Regions from separate parts of the Bicyclus anynana genome. Here region 2 is linked to region 1. A link is a contact called in public Hi-C data. All regions are on one chromosome and are shown on one strand. Each heading gives the region's core, a stretch centred on a gene start, on an enhancer-like site or on the middle of the called end of the contact. The rest is flanking DNA. Distances are from core to core; before and after follow the strand shown. Region 1 has its middle 19 kb from the start of LOC128198777. Region 2 has its middle 6.8 kb from the start of LOC112046569.

Region 1 (7,261 bases), core at 3,526-6,025:
AATATGAAATTATTCACTGAAAATATCCTTCTAAAATATTCAAAGATAAATTAATATTAAAGTTAAGAGGCGCTCAACTTATAAATGGAAAAAGTACTGACAGTTCGAGTTCATTCATTAAAACTGAAAAGTTTTGAAACGAGGAAATAAAGTTTGTTTTAATATAACGAGGAAAGTATGTAAATGATTTATCTTACTTTGAATAAATTCTTGCAGTTTTCGTATTGACCAAGCTGATACAAACAGTTAGTAATAAGACGGACTGCTAGCGCCATCTAGTGTTGAATAGCTTAAAAGTTTTACATTAAACTATTAATTTTAAAAACCATTAATGATACCTTGTTGAGAAATTCAACAGTTATGTGAGTTCATTAAAAACAAACCCCAAAAGGCAGTGGCAGTTTTATTTTTAGTTTTTACTTCATCATCATCATATCAGCCGATGGACTGTCCACTGCAGGACATGGGCCTTTTGTAGGGACTTCCAAACATCACGATACTGAGCCATCTGCATTCAGCGAATCCCTGCGACTCGCTTGATGTCGTCAGTCCACCTTGGGGGTTGGCCAACACTGCGCTTACTACTGCGGGGTCCCATTCCAGTACTTTGGGACCCCAACGTCCATCGGCTCTTCGACCTATCTGCCCCGCCCATTGCCACTTCAGCTTCGCAACTCGTTGAGCTATGTCGGTGACTTTGGTTCTTCTGCGGATCTCCTCATTTCTGATTCGATCACGCAGAGATAGCTATATAATGTACCACGGCTGTCCCATTTCAAAACCTAGTATGGGCACAGAAAAGATATTACAACCAGTAGTTGGACTTCATACTAGAGGTCGAAACGCGAGCTATACCTACGCTCCTTGAACATGGGGTGATCGTAGGGTGAAGACAGTCGCGACTGTGCCGCGGTGACGAACGAACGCACGGTGTATTAACAGAGTAAAGTGTATTAATAGTATTAGATTTTTTTAATTATGACCAGTAGGAAATACTGGGCCGTTTTTGGATGCATGAATTCAAAATTATCCCATCCAGAGATAACTTTTTTTAAGTTACCTGGAAACTCTGAAAGGTTAACTTTAAAATAAATTTACTTATTAGTAGGTAGGTACATAATCTTGTATTTTTTAATGGATAAGGTATTTCCTTTTATCTCCAGAATAAAGGTAGGTATCTGGATTAGTAAATAAAGTGAATAGAGTAAAGGAAAGTGATTGACACGATTCAAATATGTAGCTATATTCATGAATCACGATACAGTAGGTACGATAAGCTTGTATTAAAACCTCGACTGCTTGTACAATGTATTGTGTGACTGTGCTCGGATCATTTGTGTTTTGTTACCCGACTGCGGCGAAGCCCAAAGGAGGAGTATGTGTTTGAATGTTATGACTTGTTGTTGTATGCGGGCGACGGGAGGAAAGGACTGCGCGGGTGTGAAGTCGTACGCGCTGGGCATCGTTACCCCCCTCCCGGACCGCGCCGACCTTCGGGAGTGTTACAAATTTGCCAAGCACACATACTGATAAATGATATGTCATTAGACTCGTCTAGATAGGCCGAGTGTCACTGGGTAACTTAGTTCTTAAAAAATCAAAATGGCGGATTTTATGCACTTTAATGTGCAAGCTCATAAAACTTTTGCTCAGCTTGGCATTGGTGACAAGAATTTTAACCGACTTCCAAAAAGAATCGTATCGTATTTACAGCGATATTTCCGTCATTTGTAAACCGTTTCTTTTTTGTTTGGATGAATATTCTTTCAGGTTAGTCCCATTTTTTTCATGTCAGGATCTGATAATGGCATCCTAGAGAAATCTAGGGAAACTATCGTATCGTAGGGACAATTAGTGCGTTTGTTCATTGTTTCATTATCTATTTTAAATCACTACAATTTCATGAAGGTATTTATCTTTTTTTTATTTGTTCACGTAGTGTGGAGGTAATACCTAGATGGCATCACCGAAATAAATATGTTTAAGAATACGACCAATCCTTCAAGATCATTGACGTAGTATCAGCCTTAATTACATCAACCAATCAAAAAACACGCATTTTTATTTATCACTTCCCATTTTACTACAATTTACAAAGTATTTTATTTGTTTATATAAAAAAAGTTTATTTACAATCACAAAACTAAGTGGAAACACAAAGTTAGCAAATGTAATTAAATTGCTGCATGCGGGCAGCCCTATGACATGTTTACGTACCGCGCGGCTGTAGGTATTTATTTCAAAAATACGGCCGAGTTATTATACTGCTTGTAATATCTTTACTGTGGTATGGGCTTAAAACTAAATTTTACAAGAGAGCGAAAAAACATAAATGAGGTTAGCCCTTAAAAACTATTTAAGTTAAACAACTAATGAGTTATTGGTTATGTAAAATACAAAATTATGAATGTATAACACTACCTAAATTCTAATTTTAGTGTATATTACAAGTTTTATAGCCCTTACTAAGATTAATTATTGACCCGCTACGGTAAATATGATGTAGTAGTAGTAGTAGTAGACTTTCATTGGTCCAATCTAGTTAGATTTTTGGCAACACTAACAACTACATAACTAGATAAAACCTGCAAATACTTGTGTACACATTGGGAAATTTTACTTCACGAGAAGTACCTACTGACATCATAATAATATAGAACAGGATTTAATACCTACCAGTAAAATAAGAAAAAGACAATAGGGCATAAATCATGTCTTAATGACTTAGTATGCCACCTGCACCTATATACAGGGTGTCCCGTAGATATTACGACATATTGCACAAGATGATAACTGACATCAAGGCCTTCTTTTTTTTTATTCTTTACAAGTTAACCCTTGACTACAATCTCACCTGATGGTAAGTGACGATGCAATCTAAGATGGAAGCGGGCTAAAAAATTAAGAGGAGGATGAAAATCCACACCCCTTTCGGTTTCTACACGACATCGTAACGGAACGCTAAATCGCTTGGCGGTACGTCTTTGTCGGTAGGGTGGTAACTAGCCACAGCCGAAGCCTCCCACCAGGCTTACTAAAATAACGCAATACTCGTTTATGTAGGTGTAGTAGCCGAAATTTTACGGTTTTTAAATTATATAGATATTTGTGCAAAATACAAAAAACAATTATAGTACATACGACTGCATCATCACTTACCAGGTGATATTATAGTCAAGGGCTAATTTGTAAAGAATAAAAAAATACGACATATTTTACAAGGCGATAGATGAAATCAAGGCCTACTAAAATAACGCAATGTGTATTAGCCGAAATTTTACAGTTTTTAAATTATATTGATTTTTATACAAAGTACAAAAATCAATTATATTATAAAAAAAAAATTAAAATTTCGGCTAACATTATAATAATGCATTTAGTAGGCATTGATGTCATCTATCACCTTGTAAAGTATGTCGTAATATTAAGGGGACATCCTGTATATATGACTAAAGTAACATCAATGTTGAACGATTTCTTAGGATCAAATGCTATTTTCTGTAGCTCACGTGCTAAGGCGAAGTCGTAAAGGTTTAATGTGTGGGAGAGGCTGATTAATTAAAGCTATTGGTTATCGTAACCCACCCAGACTGATAGTGATCCCTGATAGTGCTGGGTTCATCGCATTACTTCACCAAATTAGAATTAGTACAGTTTTATCAAACCCGCCCCGCGGTTTTACTTGCATAGTTCCCGGTATCGTTGAAATACTGGGATAAAATTTAGCCTATGTTATTCATTAAAAACGTAGCTTTCTAATGGTAAAAGAATTTTAAAAACCGGTTTTGTATATCCATTACCCAACTAAATAATATTAGTATTACGAAGCACATGTCCAAAAGTAAGACATGACTAAGTTAAAAATAATATCTATTGAATAATTTTTAAAAATTTAATTTTTAATCTGCCAATTTTAAACTATGTGCTAAACTTTTAAACGTAGTTTTAAGAAAAGCATAATAGGTACGATGAATATTTTGATTGGGTATAGATGCTTGAAGGCAAAGATTTACTTTCACAGGAGGAGTCGGTACGAATAATTAATTTATAAAATTTGCCGAACCAGTGGTAATCACTAAAACAAACATGAGGTATTTATTTACTAGAGAGTAGTGTTTGTAAACTAAAAATTAAATAAATTTAATATTGTGCTATTTATTTGCAAAGTTGCATTTAGTAAAGTTGGTGTATTTATACTACAAACCCTTGAAAAAAAATTACCTGTAAAATGAACCAAAATGAATAACGCTAAGAAGGCTGTTACTATATTAGAAAATAACTCTGAGCACTATGCCGTCACTTCTGAGCGGTACATGTGAGTATGATGATTAAAAATAAATGTCGAAAAATCTAGTGCCGTGCTAAAGTAACCGCAAATCAGTACAAATTTTTATTTCCTCGACTGTTGCAGACGCAATATAGGTCATTTATTACTATGCGACATTTGTGTAATTCCTTTTGTAGTCTATATTTTATTCAGATGCTACTTATGAAGGATATTTAAACGGTGTCAATATAAAAATACTCAGAGGACATTACTTTGACAACGCATTCAAAACATGTGATTTCCTTCCCCGATAGTAACTCGCACTCCTTTGTTAGAGTCCCCGAAAAAGATTTCCTGCACCGCTATGAAGACATATTGCTTTTCGCGTTTTTGAACTCGCGCTCTTGACGCGTATTTACGTATTCACACTCGCATTACTAGTTGTACGTTCGAGATGAGAGGCGAGCCTGTGTGAAGCGGGCTTGTATGCGTTAGCTTAACGATACCACTGTATGTTGCACCTTTAAACCTCCCGCGTGTCTATGCAAACGAGGCTGGAGTACGGATGACGTATGTAAGCACAGGGATCTCGTTGTATTGGTGATTTGCGACGTAGGCTTTGCCGTATGTGTGCGTGTGTTGGTATGCCAGTCGCCTCTAGGCGCGCTATAGATGGGGGTGGGCTGCCCAAGAGGATGGGGTATAAAGGAAAACCATTTACATTTGAGCGATTCGTCCAATTTAAAATTCCTACAAGATAGCTTAGACACGGGTGCCATTCTTTTGAAGAGGCGAGCATCATGCAAGGGACATTTCTCTGTTATTTCTTCGAGTTGTTTGGAATGGAGTTTTACTTTTTAAAAGGCATTTTTAACGAGCTAATCTATTCGCATTTTGTAAAAGTAGACATGTAATATTTCTAAAAAAAATATGGAGGATTCAGATAGAAAGCGATAGCAACGGAGCGTCGGTTATGAATATGAATCTAGGGTACGAGAATCGGTCTGGGAGCGTTCCATCAAAACGTCATAGGTCGCACTCAGGACAAATTTGCTCGCTTGGCCACGTCCCGCGTTTTACGAGCAATGCCGAAGATTCAGCACCCAAGGGAGACATTCGGCCTCCAAAAACTTTACCCGTTACAAATTTGTTTTTTTTTTTGCCTTATCTGCTCCCCGCGCTTTTGGCAAACCTAATTCCGTATTCAAAAATATTTCTGCAAGTATTGTGTTCGTACAGAACGAACATTTTATTGCCGTCCATATAACGTTTCAAAAGTTAGTCAGTTTCGACCGCGTTCCTTCGATATTCTTTCGAGTGTCTCTTGTCTTTTTTTATACCAACACCAATTATTATTATTGTTTGATAACTTTTTGTGCTTAATGGTTTTATGGTATTATACGGTTATAGATTGCGTGACATTAATATTCCAAGTTTTTTGGGTTATACGGTCTTCTGTCATAATTAGCATACCTACTGTTTTAGTTAGGTAAATTTATATTTTCATAATTTCATTGAACTTCAATTCTTTAATTCTAAGTAGGGATGCTAGCTATATTTTGTAGTACATCTATTGACTATTTCTATAATTTGAATTTTATGACTTTCAAATGTTTTTATTTCAAGTGTGGATGCTATATCTAATGAGCATTGTCTGTTTTGATCTGTCTTCTCTATCGTAAAAAAGGTACTAGCTAGTTTGCAAAAACCGCTGATTAAATAAACATGTGACATTTAAATTAGAAATTAGTTTTTCCCCTGTTACCATTGGACTATAAATTTCATCATCATCAGTCTACCATAGCCAATTAGGATGTCTCTCTATAGAAGAAAGGAAGGGCTGGATGGAACCCACCATGCCGTTCTAGTGCGAGTTACATAATATAAAAAAGAATACAAAAACCGAGAGCTTAACGTGCTCTACAAGGCACGGGGATGTAACACCATCGACCTCCCAACTCTGGAATAAGAATTTTTAACTAAAACCCCGACAGGAATCGAACCGATGACCTCGTGTTTTGAAACCACATATACTTACCGCGGTACCAATGAGACAGTTTAAAAGCAACATAACTGTATGTATATGTAGGTTTATGATATATAAATTTCATGTTTTCTGTATTTATATATTTTGTTTATATCATAATTGTGTACGATTGTGCAAAGTATGTATTTTTATAATATGGAAATATTTAATTATAGTGTTTTTATTTTTTATTATATTAGTTATTATTATTTATAGTGAATAGTACTTATTTATTGTATTGCAATATCCCATCTCACAGGATATTTAGATTATTTATGTTTAGGTTGCCTGGAAGACAACTCCATCTTAGAGTGCATCATCATTTACCATCAGGTGAGATTATAGTCAAGGGCTAACTTGTAAAGAATAAAAAAATAAAGATCACTATTAGTGACAAGATCGCCTTTTGCCTATAAAATAGATGTGTTCTTTTGTTATTTTCTGTTTTGTCAGTTATTATAAATAAATGAATAACTTTATGATATTTATTATGTAATTTACGAAGAGCAAAATTTCTAGACGGAACACCCAAAAATATTTATTATGTAATTTACGAAGAGCAAAATTTGTAGACGGAGCACCCAAAATTCAACCTACAAAACGAGCTGACATTTTCATAAGCATTTCATAAGTCATAAACAAGTACAAAAGTGGCCCATACAATCTACAGTAAGTTCTAATCAAGCACAACACGACACAGACAATACGGTGCGTTGTTAGTGCCTTATTTTGCATTCATGGAATTTTCTTAAGCGTTCAGAACGGGGTGGTCGTACCACCCAATTTAGCATTCATATTTTGAACCCAATCGAGCCAAACCCAAAGGTCGTGCGTTGATTTTGTAAAGTGGATTTACACTTATTTATACTTTACGTGTAGTATTTACTCGTATAGACTAATAGGATGCAACTTTTGTCGGCCTCCGTGGATTTACAAGACGGAAGTCCTGGGTTCGATCCCTGGCTGGG
Region 2 (7,261 bases), core at 3,462-5,961, 290 kb before region 1:
AGTATCTGAATATGTAAATGAACACTTATTTATTTCTAGTAGGTACAGGCATATCTAAGACATGATTGACATTTTCCATCAAAAATTACCAGTACAAAAACCGATTGATATAAGTAGGTATTTTTTTATTTAATATTATTTATCGTATTTATCTTCTACTCAAGTAGGCAGGTACATAGACTCTGTGTACAGCCAATTAAGTTCCTAATATATTCCATAATCAATTAACCAGTGGCACAGACAAGAAAATACAGCAGCTGCGAATCAATTAAAATTGTAGGTGGGTAATTTATACCATATTTGGGTAGATAGGTACGAATATATGACCTACTTGGTGCTTAGGTAGCTATAACTACCCTATTATCGGTATCGTGGACATGGAAAAGTGGTTTTTTGACCCTCGGGAGTAAGCAGAACTTTTTATCTACTTACATAATTATATGAAAGGCACCTATTTAATACTTTTGCCTACATACATACGCTTGACTTAGGACCGACTGACGGACAATAATAATGGATGAATGGACTAAATTTGACCACTCTTGCCCTAATAGGGCAAATTACCTAATTAATAAAAAAATATTACTGGTTGTATGCAAAGACCAAATAATGAAAAACAAAAACTAAATAGGTAGGTATACGAAATGCATTTTAATAAACACGAGCATGTATATTAAAAATAATTACCTGCCTAGATAGTAGTAACCTAACATCGAAAAAATTTTAATAATTAAAAAAAAACCATTGATTGTGTAATTTGCGTATTTGCGTGACCGTGTGTGGCTGGCGTAAGAAGTTAATAGGGTAACACCTAACAGTAGTTCTTCTGCTTCTTTGAACTCTGAAACTACTCGTAGTCATTGTTTGATTTGAATTTTGATGAAACCTTTGTTTGATTTTAGTATCTAATTGACTATTACTTTATGTAATATTATAGGTACCTACAATTAATAATAAAATGGTGCGTAGCAGTTACTTATTACGAAAGTAGATATTAGGCATGTATGACATGTTAAAGTAAACTGGTCTCCTTATCTTATGATAATATCTAATTTAATACATTATACCTAAGTAGAGTATGCTCTAGAAGACAATTACCTACAGGTACTAGTCGTAAATAGGTAGGTTCCTAGGTAGTAAGTAAAAATTAAAATCAATAATTACTTCAACTGTGGCTAATTTCTTCGATTGGTAACAGAAGGGCTGGTTAATTTTCTGCGCAAAGGTTCAGCCTGGCAGTCCAGCGTGAAAATGCAGCCAGTATTCTTGCCACTATTTCACGATAGGCATGATTTATTGATTTATAATATAGTTATTAGGATAAGAAAGCTCAAGTTCTTATTGTATTAGGTATATAAAGGTAGCTGAAAACGACTTTTATTACCATAAATTTCTGATATCTTCGGATTAGCTTATCCAATCTTTATCGTAGGTACTTAGCTAAGAAAAGCGTAGGGTAAATTAATCTGTATAAGAGATACAATGCCACAGCTATTGTTTAAGATACAATACCTACGAGTAGTAGAGTGTAGTAGTAGTGTACACAGTACACACAAATGCACAGACACACGGTAAACCTACATGTCAAGGGTTAAATAAAATTAAAGACAGACACCTATCTACTACAAGAGCAAAAAGGCGGTAGCAATAAATAAGCAAATAAATAAATATGCGCCCACACACGACGCGTGCGCAAAAAATATACGACACCAACGCCATCTGTTAGCGAATGCCATTGTTCAAATATACTTCTGTGTATGTAGAATTATAAAAAAGGATTGAGGTTCAAATGTTAGGGTTAATGGATACTTGCCTACAAACTAAAATTGATAATGTTGGAGATTTAAGAAAGTAAGCACTTTTCATTTAATTATCATTTTTAATGAAACACTACAAGGTCTTCGTCCTTGTAAATTTGGGGTTTAGGGTTCATTTACACGAGCGGTAATTGCTACCGATGACTGTAGTCGACGGCGTCTCGGCGGCAGCCAACAGCAGTCGACTGCCATCGCCTGCTGCCGAGACGTCACTGACTGCCGACTGCCGTTGGCTGCCGCCGAGACGTCACTGACTGCAGTCGGCAGCAGCTGCTGCACGTGTAAACGAACACTAGATCTGGTGAGCCCACCACGTTAAACCAACATGGGTTGGCGAGATTTGATTCTATAACGATCACCATCAGACAGACCAGGGCTAATGTCTTAACGTGATTTCTGTGGCACAGGGTGTAGGTATTTTTAATCCTACACAAGAGTGAGTAGGCATCTCCTAGGCGCGCTCCAACTTAGATCGTATAACTACTTTCCAACAGGCATACCTAATTGTAGTCAAGCGAGAGCATATCTTTAATTAAAAAAACACAACTAATACAAGCTCTACTAAAGGTAGATTTACCCTATCCGGCCCATGATTAAGATTACATAAAGAAATGAATAGTCAATGCGAAGTAGATAGTTCATAATATAATATTTTTGACAAATTTTAAATTTTTCTAGGTATCGTCTTGGCGTTTAGTACTTAGTTTATGAAATTCCTACTTACTACTTATAAACCTATTCTATTCCCTATTAAACCCTGGCTGAGTTTGTTGTGGGCTCTTCGAGGACCAAGGCGCGTTTGAAACCATCGTAACTTTTATTTTATGTTTTCAACAATTATTATCACCATTTTCTAATAATATTTATACCTGACGTTTCGAAAGTGCTTGTAAACTAAACCTGCTTATTTGAAATAAATAAACTTTGACTTTATCTTAATTTTTCGAGATTTTTTTTGGGAACATACCTACCTATAGATATAGCCTAGGCTCTACTATAAATAGGCTTCATTTCAAGTAAGCAGCCAACTGAGTATATTAATTACTTCTTATCTTATAACATCAGTAAATGACAGTTGTGAAATACCTAACCAGCTCGTTCAATTTATTATACATTGACATACTTAGTTTACCCCAGTTAACGCAAAAATTAGTATTACAAAGTATTGCCTACGTATTATGCGATTACTATCTGAGCTAAGTAAGTACAAATTACACGATATTCAAGAACTTATATGAAAACCAACATATTCGTTATATTAGATATGTTAACCTAGATGGCTTAAGAAATTTTCCGTTTTTATCATAACACTAGTTGACGTCGCGCGGTTTTACCCTTGTGGTTTCCGTTCCCGTAGGAATACGGGTATAATACATAGCCTATAGCCTTCCTCGATAAATTTTCTATCTAACACAGAAAGAATTTTTCAAATCGGACCAGTAGTTCCTGAGATTAGCAAACAAACAAACTCTTCAGCTTTATAATATTAGTATAGACTTCGATGGTATAAGTACCTTACAATACGATTACCTCGCAGAAGCCTATTCTTGTTTTAAATATGTAAGTTATAGGTTAGAATTAGGAAACAGACTTCTGATGATCATGTTTTGAAGGCCTCCGTGGCGCAGTGGTATGCGTGGTGGATTTACAAGACGGAGGCCCTGGGTTCGATCCCCTGCTGGGTCGATTGAGCTTTTATAATTTTTTTTTATTCTTTACAAGTTAGCCCTTGACTACAATCTCACCTGATGGTAAGTGATGATGCAGTCTAAGATGGAAGCGGGCTAACTTGTTAGGAGGATGATGAAAATCCACACTCCTTTCGGTTTCTACACGACATCGTACCGGAATGCTTAATCGCTTGGCGGTACGTCTTTGTCGGTAGGGTGGTAACTAGCCACGGCCGAAGCCTCCCACCAGCCAGACCTGGACCAATTAAGAAAACCTCAATCGGCCCAGCCGGGGATCGAACCCAGGACCTCCGTTTTGTAAATCCACCGCGCATACCACTGCACCACGGAGGCCGTCGAAATGGTCCGGCTCCGGCTGGTGGGAGGCTTCAGTCGTGGCTAGTTACCGCCCTGCCGGTAAAGACGTACCGCCAAGGGATTTAGTGTTCCGGTAGGATGTCGTGTAGAAACCTAAAGGGGTGTGCATTTTATCATACTCATAGCAAGTTAGCCCGCTTCCATCTTAGATTGCATCATCACTTACCATCAGATGAGATTGTAGTCAAGGGCTAACTTGTAAATAATAATATTAAAAAAAAGGATAATAGCAAACACTTGATAGTTATCACTCTATTCTACAGTAAAATACTAAATAGCTAAGGTCTCCCTTTTTATCGCAGAGGGTATCAAAAGCTTAGACCCACAAAACTACTACAATTCGGATGTTAATAAAGAATCATTAGGTATATTATCGTTTATAACACATTTGCTCGTAAAGTATCTGTTATTTCAACAATTTTGACATTGTAATGTATCTCATTAAGCACATGTGCCGTAATGTAAAGTAAAATGCACTTGTGCTGTAATGTAATATAAAACCTTTATCAACAGTCTAAAAACGAACGGTACTTTTTTAAACCTTAGCAAAAAGTTTTTATGTGTAGGTATGGCTATAACACTTTCCACCTGTTCGAATCACCAACTGATCATTCCAAAATCAAATAAAATGCTACGTAACAGCTTGGTAACTTGTACCAACCAAACAGTTGTTCCAAATTTAAAATAAATAAGACACCAGCTACCAACCTAACAGGCGTTCTAAATTTGAAAAAAAAAATAAGGAAAATATTCGCGCGTCGCGTTGACCCGTCTACTTAACAAAGCAGTGCGGCCGTTGACCCAACCAACCCCTGACCTTGGAGTATCGTAAACCGTACCGCGTGATGTAACCGTGACTTTACGCTCGTGTGTCGTAGACATAGCGCTGTTTGACGTTGAACTGAACAGTGAACACCCTGTATATAGACTGTAATTTTTTTATTTACTTTTTAGGGTTCCGTAACTCAAAGAAAAAAACGGAACCCCTAAGAGATTATTTTGTTGACTATTGAATAAATATTTAGTCTCAATAGCTCAACGGTAAGAACGGTCGGACTCATCACCGAGGGGTGGTGGTTCGATTCCCGCCCCGTTGGTCTATAGTCGCACGCACTAATACAGTCTTTTCCGATTAGTTAGAGGGGAATACAAATATTGGTCATATTTAAAAAGATATGGCAAATTTTCTTTTTTTTAAATAAGGGTTTTGACAGACTCCCTTTCGGCTATGTATTCAGTAAAAAACGCATATTTCAACACTCTTATGGGAACCAAACTCATAGGGTTGACCTTAAACTATGTTTGGCAAGTAAGGTAGTAACATCGTTATAACTATACCACAAAAGGAATCTCAAAACTGTAATTTGTAATTTAATCTTATAAAACAAGAGTCTGAAATTCTAAAAAAAAACAGCGTACGGAACTCCCGGTAGGCCTGTCTAACTCGCACTTGTCCGGTTTATAATTTTTACCTGACTACGACACGTCTTGAATTGAATGTTACTGTCTTTCATGTTGTCTTTCATACATTCCTCTTACATTTATGCCAGAAATCAAAATGTTTAGTTTTAAAAATTAATGTAACACACAAATTCAAGTACGTATAACTTATAATAATAATTGAGGTATAAATTAATTATTAAACTATCTTCACGTCTCGTCACTAGTCACTTCACTATTTCTTTTCTAAACTCTTAACTAGCGTCTACCGCCCCCTATTCGTTAATTGCGAAACTATGAGCTCGCAAGTAATGAACCACCCGCGAAAGGAAAACTTGAGAAAATCTCCCTCGCAGTCACGTGTGTTACCAACGTGTGGTCCGACTTAGATACGAACCATTTCTAAGCGCACCATATGTGCTGCCATCTCTTAGCGAATAGAAGAATTAGGTTTATGCGTTATTTTACGAGTGAATCGTAACATTATTGCAGTTATTGTTATGGTTACGTGGTTGAACTTTCTTGGCATTCTTACCAAAACTATCTTGTTTGTGGTGATAACTGGGTGTTACTCGTACTTTGTGGGGTTACCTGTAACAAGAATAAAGGATTCTTTAGAAATTGTTACTTAGATACACTTTAAGTAGGTACGTTGTTTTATTTATAGCAAAAAGCACTTTTTCATTAGGTATTAAAAAATCAACGTAAATTGTACTTGTACGTAAGTATTCTAACATATTCACTAACTTTGACATAATTAATTTGTTAGCCACCTAAATATTAACAACAACCAAATTTTTCGTATTCCTTAAAGCCCATTATTAACGAAAATCACAATGTCAACTGTGCACTACTCCACTATGATATCCACGAAGGGTTGTCAGTAGCCACCGGGTGTCAGTTTTTACATATAACCTCATTTTTTACCAGCAGGCTCATTCACTAATGTATGTTAATTGACATAAACGAAATTGAGATTCTATGTCACAAAAGGCATCCTCATATGGTGCCTACCTACTGTCAACCTATGGATACATAGATACATAGATGACATTTTTCAGCTGATTTGATGTTTATTTTAATAAAGGTCAAAATAGTTAATAGCAGTAAGCATTGAATAAATAGTAAGTATAAAATCATGTGACTTAAGAATTACTAACAATAGCTATTTGATAAATATCATATTAAGTTTCCAATTTAATTTTTCTTTATTATACTTCAATTTGTAGTGTCAGTGAATCCAAAATGGCAGCGATTGCGTCATATTGGTAGTACTGCTTTTTAGTGTTGCCAATTCAAAATTAAACATCACTGATTGGAAGATTTTGACGTGGTACAAATTACGAGCTGATCCGATTTACGCAACTCGACTTTGAAATGAAATGAAATGAACTTTATTTGCCATAATACACTTAAATATACAAGATGGTCATGCAAATATAAAGTCATAGTGTATTGCCATATAAATGGCGCGCAAATTTTACAATATATATATAATTGTTTGAGTATATATTACTTACCCACAATCATACAATTGTTTTAATTACGAAATACAATTTAAATTTGAAATAAACATAAAATTATACATGTCAAAACGAAAGTCTACGTCGGAGTACATAAAACATGATAAATAATAATTAAAAAAAAAAAAAACATTTACATCTAGTAGAAAGATGTAGGTAACTGTATAACATATGATAATGCAAAAATGTAATTTAAAAATAGTCCGGGAAGGGTGACACCGCATTTGCGATATTCGATATCGTTCGGGTGACATTTTCGCAAAATCGATAGCGCCCCTTATTGGTACCGAAATGATTGAACATCCTTATCGCGACATTTTTCTAATGGCGCCCGTGTCTGAGACCCTTTTTCTCTTTTAGGGAGATTACACACCCGAACGCAATTTGTCATATTTAACCGCGTGACGTATTCCTCTACGCCGAATTTTCTTTG

The links. A called contact is a pair of places that touch in the nucleus more often than the background predicts.
Region 2: a contact with region 1 is called in a Hi-C map of whole body, with 5 times the contacts expected there. The contact joins two enhancer-like sites. A contact is called at or near these places in 2 of 2 Hi-C or Micro-C datasets (whole body and whole larva).

Annotation. Positions count from the first base shown.
Region 1 is chr15:4,891,690-4,898,950 of ilBicAnyn1.1, reverse strand. No RefSeq gene overlaps it. Among protein-coding and RNA genes, the nearest start is that of LOC128198777, 19 kb to the right of the region's middle. Within about 2 kb of position 4,775, at least 2 of the 8 cell types and tissues checked have open chromatin away from gene starts, as enhancers often do.
Region 2 is chr15:5,186,506-5,193,766 of ilBicAnyn1.1, reverse strand. No RefSeq gene overlaps it. Among protein-coding and RNA genes, the nearest start is that of LOC112046569, 6.8 kb to the left of the region's middle. Within about 2 kb of position 4,711, at least 5 of the 8 cell types and tissues checked have open chromatin away from gene starts, as enhancers often do.